3 separate regions of the Gossypium hirsutum genome follow, and all the other regions are linked to region 2. The links are chromatin contacts, called in public Hi-C maps. All regions are on one chromosome and are shown on one strand. Each heading gives the region's core, a stretch centred on a gene start, on an enhancer-like site or on the middle of the called end of the contact. The rest is flanking DNA. Distances are from core to core; before and after follow the strand shown. Region 1 holds the start of LOC107962335. Region 2 holds the start of LOC107962338 (probable sarcosine oxidase). Region 3 holds the start of LOC107962333 (putative peptidyl-tRNA hydrolase PTRHD1).

Region 1 (3,208 bases), core at 674-3,173, 520 kb before region 2:
CTATTTTTTAAAACTAACATAACACATATAATGATTTGATTTTAATTTATTTAGAAATTATTTTTATCATACTAATATTTTTTTATAGTAATTAATAATAAATTACAAATCCTAGCCTAAGAGATTTTTATCATTGGACTCTGGCTTTTATTAAAGCGGGTTATGATTATGGGATATCAAAATCTAAAATAAAAATAAAAACTTTAATTACTTTTAAAAAGATAATTAAAATAATAATTAAATATTAAAAAGAAAGAAGCTTTCCGGCATCTTTCTTCCACCTAACCCGTCATCATTGGTAGTTGGCACGCATCTCTGAAAACACATTAACATTATTCATCTGATTTTATATTTATTTTAAAAAGTAATAATTTAAAGTAATTAATTAAAAGTTTCCAATCAAATCAATAAGTTTGATATAATTATTTTTACCATAAATATCATAAAAGTATTAAGCCAAAATAAAAAATAAACAATAGGTTAGTGATGTTTGGAAAATTAAAATTCCTTCACTATATTCAACCGATACTATTCCTAGATAAAATAGATGATGGTGATGATAAAGGAAAAACATTGGTCTATTAATCCATTTACATCCTCCTCTCCTTTATTCAACACTGAAATATCAACGCCGTCCCCCCCATTCATTCATCACCATAATAACATGACAAAACAAAAATCATCCTCCATCCCACCATCATCCATATAACTACAAACTAATTCTCTATCCCCCAAAAAACAATAATAAAATCAGTGAAAATATTTTATTTATATAAAAAAAATTTTAAAAGTTTTACATATATACTTCGATGGTAAAAATTTTTTGCTAGTAATCTAAATCCTAATGCATTTTTCATGGTGAAAAAGAAAACAAAAACTGGGTTATTGATGATCTACTTGTACGTGGAGATCCGTAAGAGAAAGACAACTTTGAGACTTGAAACTAGCCCTCAGATTGCTTTGCTGCAACTTAGGTTTCGTTGATGTTATTTTATCATACTCCGACGAGGAGGAGGACGATGAAGGCGGCGATGATGATGGTGTTTGTTTATTGTAGCTGTTGTTGTCTGTATCTTCATCGTCTTCAACCAAAGCAAGAAGAGGCATGGAATTGGGGTTTTGCCATGAATAGAAAGATGATTTCCTGGACCTCGTTGACCATTTATTTGCAAGCAGTAATCTCCTCCTCTTGTTGAAGGGACTCTCCACTTTTTGCAGCTCTTTCACTGAGTTTATGTCAGATAGATTTGCGAATGATTTTGATTTTCCCACGTAGTGATTCGATAATCCTCTCCTAAAACCAAAAAAAAAAAATAAAGATCAGTTGAAAATCAGACCAGAGAAAATTACAAAAAAAAAGAAGAAAAAAATCGATACTAACTTGATGGGAAGAGAGTCCTCTAAGGAGTCGAAAGACAACCCTTTACTTTCCCCGGATGAAACGACACCGTCGTCTTCTTCTTCAACGTCGCTGTCTCCGGGGGAGCCGATCGAGGAGGAACTATCGGAGGATAGATCCGGAGACCTGGGATCCGAGCCGGGACAAGCTTCATCGTCCTTGATAAACAAGCAAGGAGACGAAATCGTATCCTTAGAACGGTCTCTAGTGTAGGCCGCTGCCGATGCGGCAACGTCGATGGCGAAGGTAGGTCCCATCAGCACTTCCATCTATAGAGGTTTAAAGAAGGGAAAGATAAAAACAAGGAATGAAGGGGTGGCGTAGATTAAGGATTTATAAGCACAGAAATATGGATAACAAAGGGAAGATTTGGGACCAGAGCAACAACAATAGGGCTAAGCTAATCCATGTCTATTTCATTTACTCCTTAAAAATATAAAGAAATAGAGAGAGAAGGAAAAATGGGCAGAACAGATAAGAAATGGCTATGGATTGTAGATGACTTTTAATATACTCCCCAGTTTTCATTATCATCAACCCTATCCATTATTTATATTTATAAAAATAATTAAATTTCAAATTATACATTTAATTTCAGTTTTCTATATTTTTATCTAAACTCGAAAATTTAATTTTACCTATTCGAATCCTAATTCAATTTATTTTGATCTGGTTATGAAAAGGTAAATAAATTCTAACTCTTCATGTCCGAACAAAAATTGACTTGCATCAAAGTAATTTAAATCCTATACAACCTTAATTTAAAACAACTCATATTTGAAGTGGCGACAAAAGATGTTAAAATGATATGAATTTATAATCACATTAAAAAAAAAAGTAAATTATAAAAATAGTTATTTTTGTTTGTTTCAGGTTACATTTTAGTCACTTATGTTTGAAATGTTACGTTTTAATCACTTATGTTATTATTTTGTTACGAAGTAATCACTCTTCCGTTAAGTTCCGTTATCTCCCTAACGGTAATCCTACGTGGCAGTCCAACTAGATTTTAAGTGCCAACTTGGATTTTCTAATTAGATGAGAATAGATTTTTTATTAAATAAATTTAATTAATTAAAAATTTTAAACCCTAGATCTTAGTTAAATAATCGTTCATCTCTCCCTTTTTTAGTATTCTTTTTCAATTGACTAAAAAAGCTATCATCATCAAATTTTTTTAGTCACATACGAAAACAAAAGAGGATTCAATGGAGGGTCCAGGTATGTCTTCTTCACCGACAAATTTATGTTCTAAAACTTAAAATGAAGTGGTTGTCGATAAATAAGAATATGGTAATCATTTTTGTTCCTAATCATTATATTTTCCAATTCTTCATGTTCTTGAATAATTAGTTTCTCAATTCGATTTTTTCTGATCTAAATCGGCTTGTTTGTTCACAATCCCTTTGTGGGTATCCCTTTTTTATCTAAAATTCTTTTAGTTGTTAATATTCATATCAAGAATTTTAATTTAGGGTTTCCATTAAACAATAAAAAATCTAATCTTTTTGTTTTTAAGTATTGAATAAAAGAGATAGAGGAATGCAAAGAAGACATACCTGAACCCTCCATTGAATCCATCTTTGTGAAGCAGTCAATTTGATTTCAATTAAATTGATCTTAATAATAATTTTAACAATCAAATGAAAAAAAACCATTGAAAAAAAGAAGAGACTGAAGAAAATATAAAAAGAGGAGATAAACAGATTTTTTAGTTAAGGTTTAGGTTTAAAAATTTTAATTAACTAAATTTTTTAATTAAAAATCTATTTTCATCCCTTTTAGAAATTCAAGTTGGCATCTAAAATC
Region 2 (3,117 bases), core at 430-2,929:
AAGAGCAAATTTTTCTATCAACATGATAGAAGTTTTATTTATTTTTCTTGATGATTATTCATTCTAGAGCTAAAGAAAAAGAAGCAAAGATTAGTAGGGTGATGCTGATGGCAACTGAAAGAAAAACACATACAGAATCAAGTAATCACAATGTACTTTTTAATAACCCAACTTGATCTTCATATTCCTTAATGTTCCCTCTAGGATTCTCCTCAAATCTTGCTATCCTGAACTGTTTTAGCTCAACTCCCTTTGCCTTTCCTATAAGCGCTAAATCAGCCAATATCCTCCCTATCGCGGGTGACATCTTGAACCCATGACCTGAAAACCCACCTCCGATCACCACATCCTTCCCGAACTCCCCTCCCAAAAAATCGATCACGAAATCCTCATCAGGTGTCATCGAGTACACACACAATTGAGTTATGACTGGTTTGCTCGAATCGACTTTCCCTTTGAATCTTTGCTCAACCCATTGCTTTAATGAGTCGGGCACAAGTCCTGGTCCCCATGGCCTTTTGTCTGGGTTACATTGATAGCCTCCATGTACTGCTACTTTAATCAATCCCGGGTACTCCAGTGACGGTGTTCCATAAATGTATGGATGTCCGTAGCTAGCGAACGTCGGAAAATCATTTCCAATTGTATACTCGACCTCGTGTCCGTCCTTAATCCGCCAATAACATACATTGGTTTCCAATGGTTGGATAGGAAGTTCAATGCCGCACACCGTTTTAACCAAATTTCTCATCCAACCACCCACTGTCACCACACATTTTTTGCCCCAAAAAATTTCACCGTTACTTGCAGCTACCTTCAGTCCTCGGTCACCATCTTTGTTTATGCTAACCACTTTGATGTTGTCCTTAAGGCATGCACCATTCTTGAAAGCCAGCATTTGGAACATTGACACTGCCTTGGTGGGCTTGATGATGCCGCCAAGCTCGCACGACACACCAATCCAGTCCTCCGGTATATTGATCCGTCCCGAAAATCTTTCAGCGACTTCCCGGTGATCGAGGACTTGGTACCGGATGGCGTTCTTTCGACAAGTAGCGATCACAGAAAGGAGACTCTTGGTGTCGGATGGACCCATGTCGAACTGTTGGGCCTTGAAGTAAACCTTGAACCCGATTTCAGATTGAGCCTGCTCCCACAACCGATAGGACTCATCGACCAAGCCGAAGTAGTAGTCTTCAGGGTACGTTGCTCGTATGGTGCGTGACTCGCCGTGAGACGAACCTCGATGGTGGAGAAAGTCAAACTGCTCGAGGAGTAGCGTTTTTTGGCCTCTTTTGGCTAGTTGGTACGCCGTGGAGCTCCCCATGACGCCCGCCCCTACGACGATTACGTCAAATTCAAAGTCCGAATATCCCATATTCGTCGCACTGTTACAGTGACAGAAAGGGGGTTTAGCTATTCCTTTCAACTTGGCTTAGTTATTATTTCGCAGTGTGTGGCATATATAGTAGTACTAGCCAATAGCAGTAGGCATCTAAAATGATATTTTAATGTAAAAAAAGGCCCACATTTGGGAGGTAATTTCATTATTGCCATATGTTGTTTGTTTCTTCCTGATTTGACTAAAGATTAATCTAAATTCCGTAATACATACGAAAGTTGGTAAGCAATATATTTGGAACGTTTCATGTTCTAATTATGCTTCCAGTTCATGTATTTTTTCACATTTTAGATTCAGTCCTTTCTTTTTAATTCTATAAAATTCCTCAATTCCGTTCATTTAATAATTATAGTTTAATTAATAGAATCCTTAAAATATTTATATTAAAGTTGTTGTAAGCATTTTTGTTCGAGTTAAACTTGAATTAAGTTTGATTTGCACAATAAAAAAGATTCAAACTTTTGAATTTTATGATTATTTTTTACCCATGATTATTGTTATTAATAAAAAAAGATCTCGTGTTTTCTTAACAAAACCCAATGTTTTGAAATTAAATTTTCTTTATATTTTCTCAAATTTGTAAAATTGTTTTTGTTTAAAATTAATTATGACATAGAAAATTATGTGACATTTTAAAATTAATATGACGAAAGTAATGAAAAAAAGTCTGAATAATCTTACAACACCGTATTTGCTTATTTAACCACGTAATCATTTAAAAAAGAAAAAACAAATCACATAATTCAATTTTGAGTTAAGTCAATGCACTAAATATAACAGAAATACAACAACAATGAGCATAATTAATGCAATGGCATCAAAATCAAGTGCAAGGAAAAACATTATTCTTTTGCTGCACATTGATGGCCACCACAATTAAGGTTGAAATGAAGTCTTCTTAATGATGAAATAGGACTTTATTGAAAAAAAAAAGGGACTTTATCATTTAAAAAAAGAGTTGATAATGAGAATCTTGTGGAAAGCCAATCCCTTTGTCATATTAGGTAGCTTTATTTGTGCAACACCCTTCATTTTTGTCACCATCCATTTATCCCTTTCTTTTTTTTCTTTTTTTCTTTTTATGGTTAATTGATCTTTTGCTTTCTATGATGGCCCACTATAGTATTATTATTTGATTATAAGCTCAGTGTATTTATGCATGTATGCTGAGAAATTAATAACATGGTGTTTGTTTTAAGCAGGTTCCAAAAATGGAGGGTCTTGGTTTACCTAATGCAATCACAATTGAAATGATTTTGTTTATTCAGTAGGTTCTGCAATATACAGACTGGCATTGTAGCATCAATCTATCATAACGACAAATTGAATGTGGCATGGCTGACTCATCAATGACTAAACATTTGACCCACTAACAATCCTTTATACAACCCTTTTTTGTATGATAACTGGACACGTGTTACAATCCTAATCAAGTTTTCGTATGGGTGGTTCACGGCTGTAAGGAAACATGTATGAAAATCCATTTATATATTTATATAAACATCCATGATTTCATTTCATGGTTTGTTCCTAACTACTTGTTAAGACGTAACCACGATCATACTAGACAAACTTAGCATGCAATGCATTTCGACTGTATCTCTAATACTTAAAATTCCTTGACAACTCACTAAGTTCTTTTCTTAGAGATCCCTTATTACTCCTAAGCTAACTATTTACTTTACCTTTTTCTGCCAAAAGCATTGTTTGGGCGA
Region 3 (3,221 bases), core at 168-2,667, 640 kb before region 2:
TCATTTACGGCCTAGCTATCCTTATCCTTGCTTGCGCTTGTATGCTGTTTTGTGATTTATAATCTGAATTAAATTCAAGTAGGACTATCCAAATCGGAACTAAAACTACACAAATTAGAGTGTGCATTTCATCTTTTATTTATTAAAAACAAGCCAATCTTCTTGAGTTCAGAGAGAGTCCTAGGCAAATAGCTCTACCTGCTTCAATACTGTATAAAAATTTAAACTCGTACAGGGAACATATGTCAAAAGAATCATAAGTTTAGAACAAAAGAGGGTTTCAACAGAATCAAGCTAAATTATTATGATTTAGAACCCACCATCAAACAATCACTTGCAAAGTTTCAATTTCTTGAAAAACGGCGATACCATGGACTTGGGGTAGGGTTTTGTAGCCAGGCAAGTTGGGAAGTTTTCTGGATGTTCAATCCACAGTTTATGAGCAATACCCGCCGCCAACAGCTTTTCTGACAAGTTCAATATCTGGGTTTCTCCCTTCACCTCAAGTGTTACCTACATGTTCCAAAACCTCACCACTTAGCTCATCATCCACAACTCTAGATACAGCAGCAAATCACCCTACAATTAACACCTCATGGTTTTCATTGTTATGCTATATTTACGACAGTGTAAGAACAGAATTGGATAGATATCCAAAATGTTTGTCTTGCATTAAACACCGTTGTTGGATAGTTTTATGGGATAAATGCCTCTCCTTTTTTCTCAGTTCTGCTATGGGATTATTTGTAACTTAAAAATGATCAATTCTCATTACGTTTGGGTGGATAAAACTCCAAGTAAATCGAAGGTCTACAACAAACCCAATATGAGAAGAGAAAACAATGTGCCACAATGAGGATTGCCTCCAATTGACCAAAAATCATAAACAGGGTTTTTCAAAGCAGTACACTATGCTCTGTTGAATGTAAAAGAAATCATTCATGGTGGGAAAAAGAAGAAGAAGAATAAACACAAGAACATTGGTTACCTTGTGCATAGAGTCAATGTTATCAGGGCTGCAATACTGGAGGGTGTGGGGGTCTTCCTTGTGAGACCAAATGGCACTGACCGAAGCATGGCATCCCTGCGTCACCACGCTCCCCAAAGGCCACTTGTCTATTAAGTCTCTCCGAAGCACCACGTACTGCAGCAGCACATCGTCGTCGGTCGGAGGATCGGTTTTGGTGGCGACAGGTTCGGAGCTTTGTAGACTCATTGAGGTCGAAAGGTTCCGAGAGGGATGAACCCTAATATTAGAAAAGCTTCTCGGGGAAGGGCGGAAGCAACCAAGGAATGTCGCAGGTTGAGCTAATGCGGCCATCGACACCTAAAAACGCTGCGTTGCGTAACTTGGTTGTGGAATTTCGTATTGAGAATTATAAAGGTATTGGGCCGGATTTATGGATTGGACTGCCTCTTTGTAAAATGTAATGATTTCACTCTCCAATTAAAATCTTACCTAATTCACATATTACCGCTTGGATTTCAATTTCTCGCAACTTTAATTCACAACATGAAATAATCATTCTATTCACCAAAAAAAAAATTGAAACTAAATATAATAATACATCAAATATGTATGGTATTAAAATAAAAAATAGATTAATTTGTGAGTAAAATAAAATTTAAACATGTGAATGCATCATATTAATAGTACTAAATGTACTATGGTTATTTATCATTAGCGTCGAGTTGACCTATGATATCAACTTAAAACTCAATCAACAATATTATGAATACTAGAAAATTCTATAACACGCATATATATGTGGAAATTACATATTTAGAACATAGAAGTGTGTTTAAAAATAACATACAATAAATAATTAAACGTATGGTTTAAAATTAACTAATAATAACACATGAAATGCATACAATACTAAAATGAAAAAAAGAGATTAAATTGTGAGTAAATTAAAATTTAAATACTCAAGCATATTACAATTATTTATCATGGTGTTGTTATGTTGTTATCATCAATCCTGAGTTAGCGTCAAGTTGACTTGTGACACCAACTCAGTCAATAATATTATTGTAACACCTCAAAATTTTTTATGCCATAACTCGTAACAAAGTAGCTAAGTAAAAAAAAATTCTGAGTACGAGTGTCAGTTAAATGTAAATTATTGATTAGTTAAATACGACATCGGGGAAAGATATCAAAACTAAATGTGATATACTAGCAGTAAAATAACTGATGGACCAACCACGGGAGTTAGGTGAGATGGCAAGTGTAACAGCCTAATTTAGACCCTAGTCAGAACGGTGGTTTCAGGACCACGAATCCGAGTCAGAAAAATATTTTAAAATTATTTTCTGTGTTTATTATGTGTGAATTTATATCTGTGAAATTTTTGTGATTTAATTTTGTTGTTTGAGTGCCCAATTAAATAAAAGGACTTAATCGAGTAAATTGAAAACTTGATAGTTTATTGTATAAGGACCGAATTGTTATTGGATTTGAAAATTGAAGCATTTAATTTGCAAATAGACCATCGGACTTAGTGATGGCCGGTTGTACCCTTATTATATATGTTTTAGCTATTAATTATAAAAGGTTAAAATGGTAAAATATGAAATAATAATATGTTAGTATATATGTTATATTATATGATAATTAAAATAAGCTTTTCATACTTCTTCTTCTTGCCGAAACTTAACAAAAAGAAAAGAAATAATAGAAGCTAGGGTTTGGTCATCTCTTAAGCTCAATCAAGATCAAGAACCAAAGAAATCAGATTTGGATCGGGGAAAAACAAAAGTTGTCGACTAGTCATCCCATTCTGTTTTACATCGTCCGAGGTAGGTTTATAAGGAAATAGACATACTTAATTTTAATTAAAAGCAAATTATATATGCTGAAATGAAATATGTGAAATTATATCTACAATAGCCAATTGTATACAAGCTTGGTTACTATATTTTTGAATTCGTTTCGACCGAGTTATGACATCTGAAAGCCCCGTGTGAACCTTAGGAATAACTAGGATACATATGTCATGACATAGGATTCCGATAGGTGATGTGCGAGTAAGACCATGGCATCGATATGTGATTCCGATATATGTGTGCGAGTAAGACCCTGTTTAGGATAGTGGCATCGATATCTAATAACATGTAAGACCACGTCTGGGACGTTGGCATTGTACAATATATGTGTGATAATCTGAGTTTCCTATCCAATTCCGAATGGTTCAACGGGCAAACATAAGTTGTGATCA

The links. A called contact is a pair of places that touch in the nucleus more often than the background predicts.
Region 1: a contact with region 2 is called in a Hi-C map of leaf, with 2.4 times the contacts expected there. The contact joins the promoter of LOC107962335 here to the promoter of LOC107962338 in region 2. A contact is called at or near these places in 3 of 34 Hi-C or Micro-C datasets (callus and leaf).
Region 3: a Hi-C map of leaf shows a contact between it and region 2, with 4 times the contacts expected there. The contact joins the promoter of LOC107962333 here to the promoter of LOC107962338 in region 2. A contact is called at or near these places in 4 of 34 Hi-C or Micro-C datasets (callus, hypocotyl and leaf).

What each region holds. Positions count from the first base shown.
Region 1 is chrA06:46,270,337-46,273,544 of Gossypium_hirsutum_v2.1, reverse strand. It overlaps LOC107962335, which reads right to left and starts at 1,923. Exons shown (of 2, transcript XM_016898679.2): 1 at 1,382-1,923; 2 at 751-1,294. The coding sequence starts at 1,668. The coding sequence ends at 883.
Region 2 is chrA06:45,749,682-45,752,798 of Gossypium_hirsutum_v2.1, reverse strand. LOC107962338 (probable sarcosine oxidase) reads right to left here and starts at 1,679. Exons shown (of 1, transcript XM_016898681.2): 1 at 1-1,679. The coding sequence starts at 1,378. The coding sequence ends at 146.
Region 3 is chrA06:46,391,706-46,394,926 of Gossypium_hirsutum_v2.1, reverse strand. LOC107962333 (putative peptidyl-tRNA hydrolase PTRHD1) reads right to left here and starts at 1,417. Exons shown (of 2, transcript XM_016898676.2): 1 at 989-1,417; 2 at 115-513. The coding sequence starts at 1,321. The coding sequence ends at 331.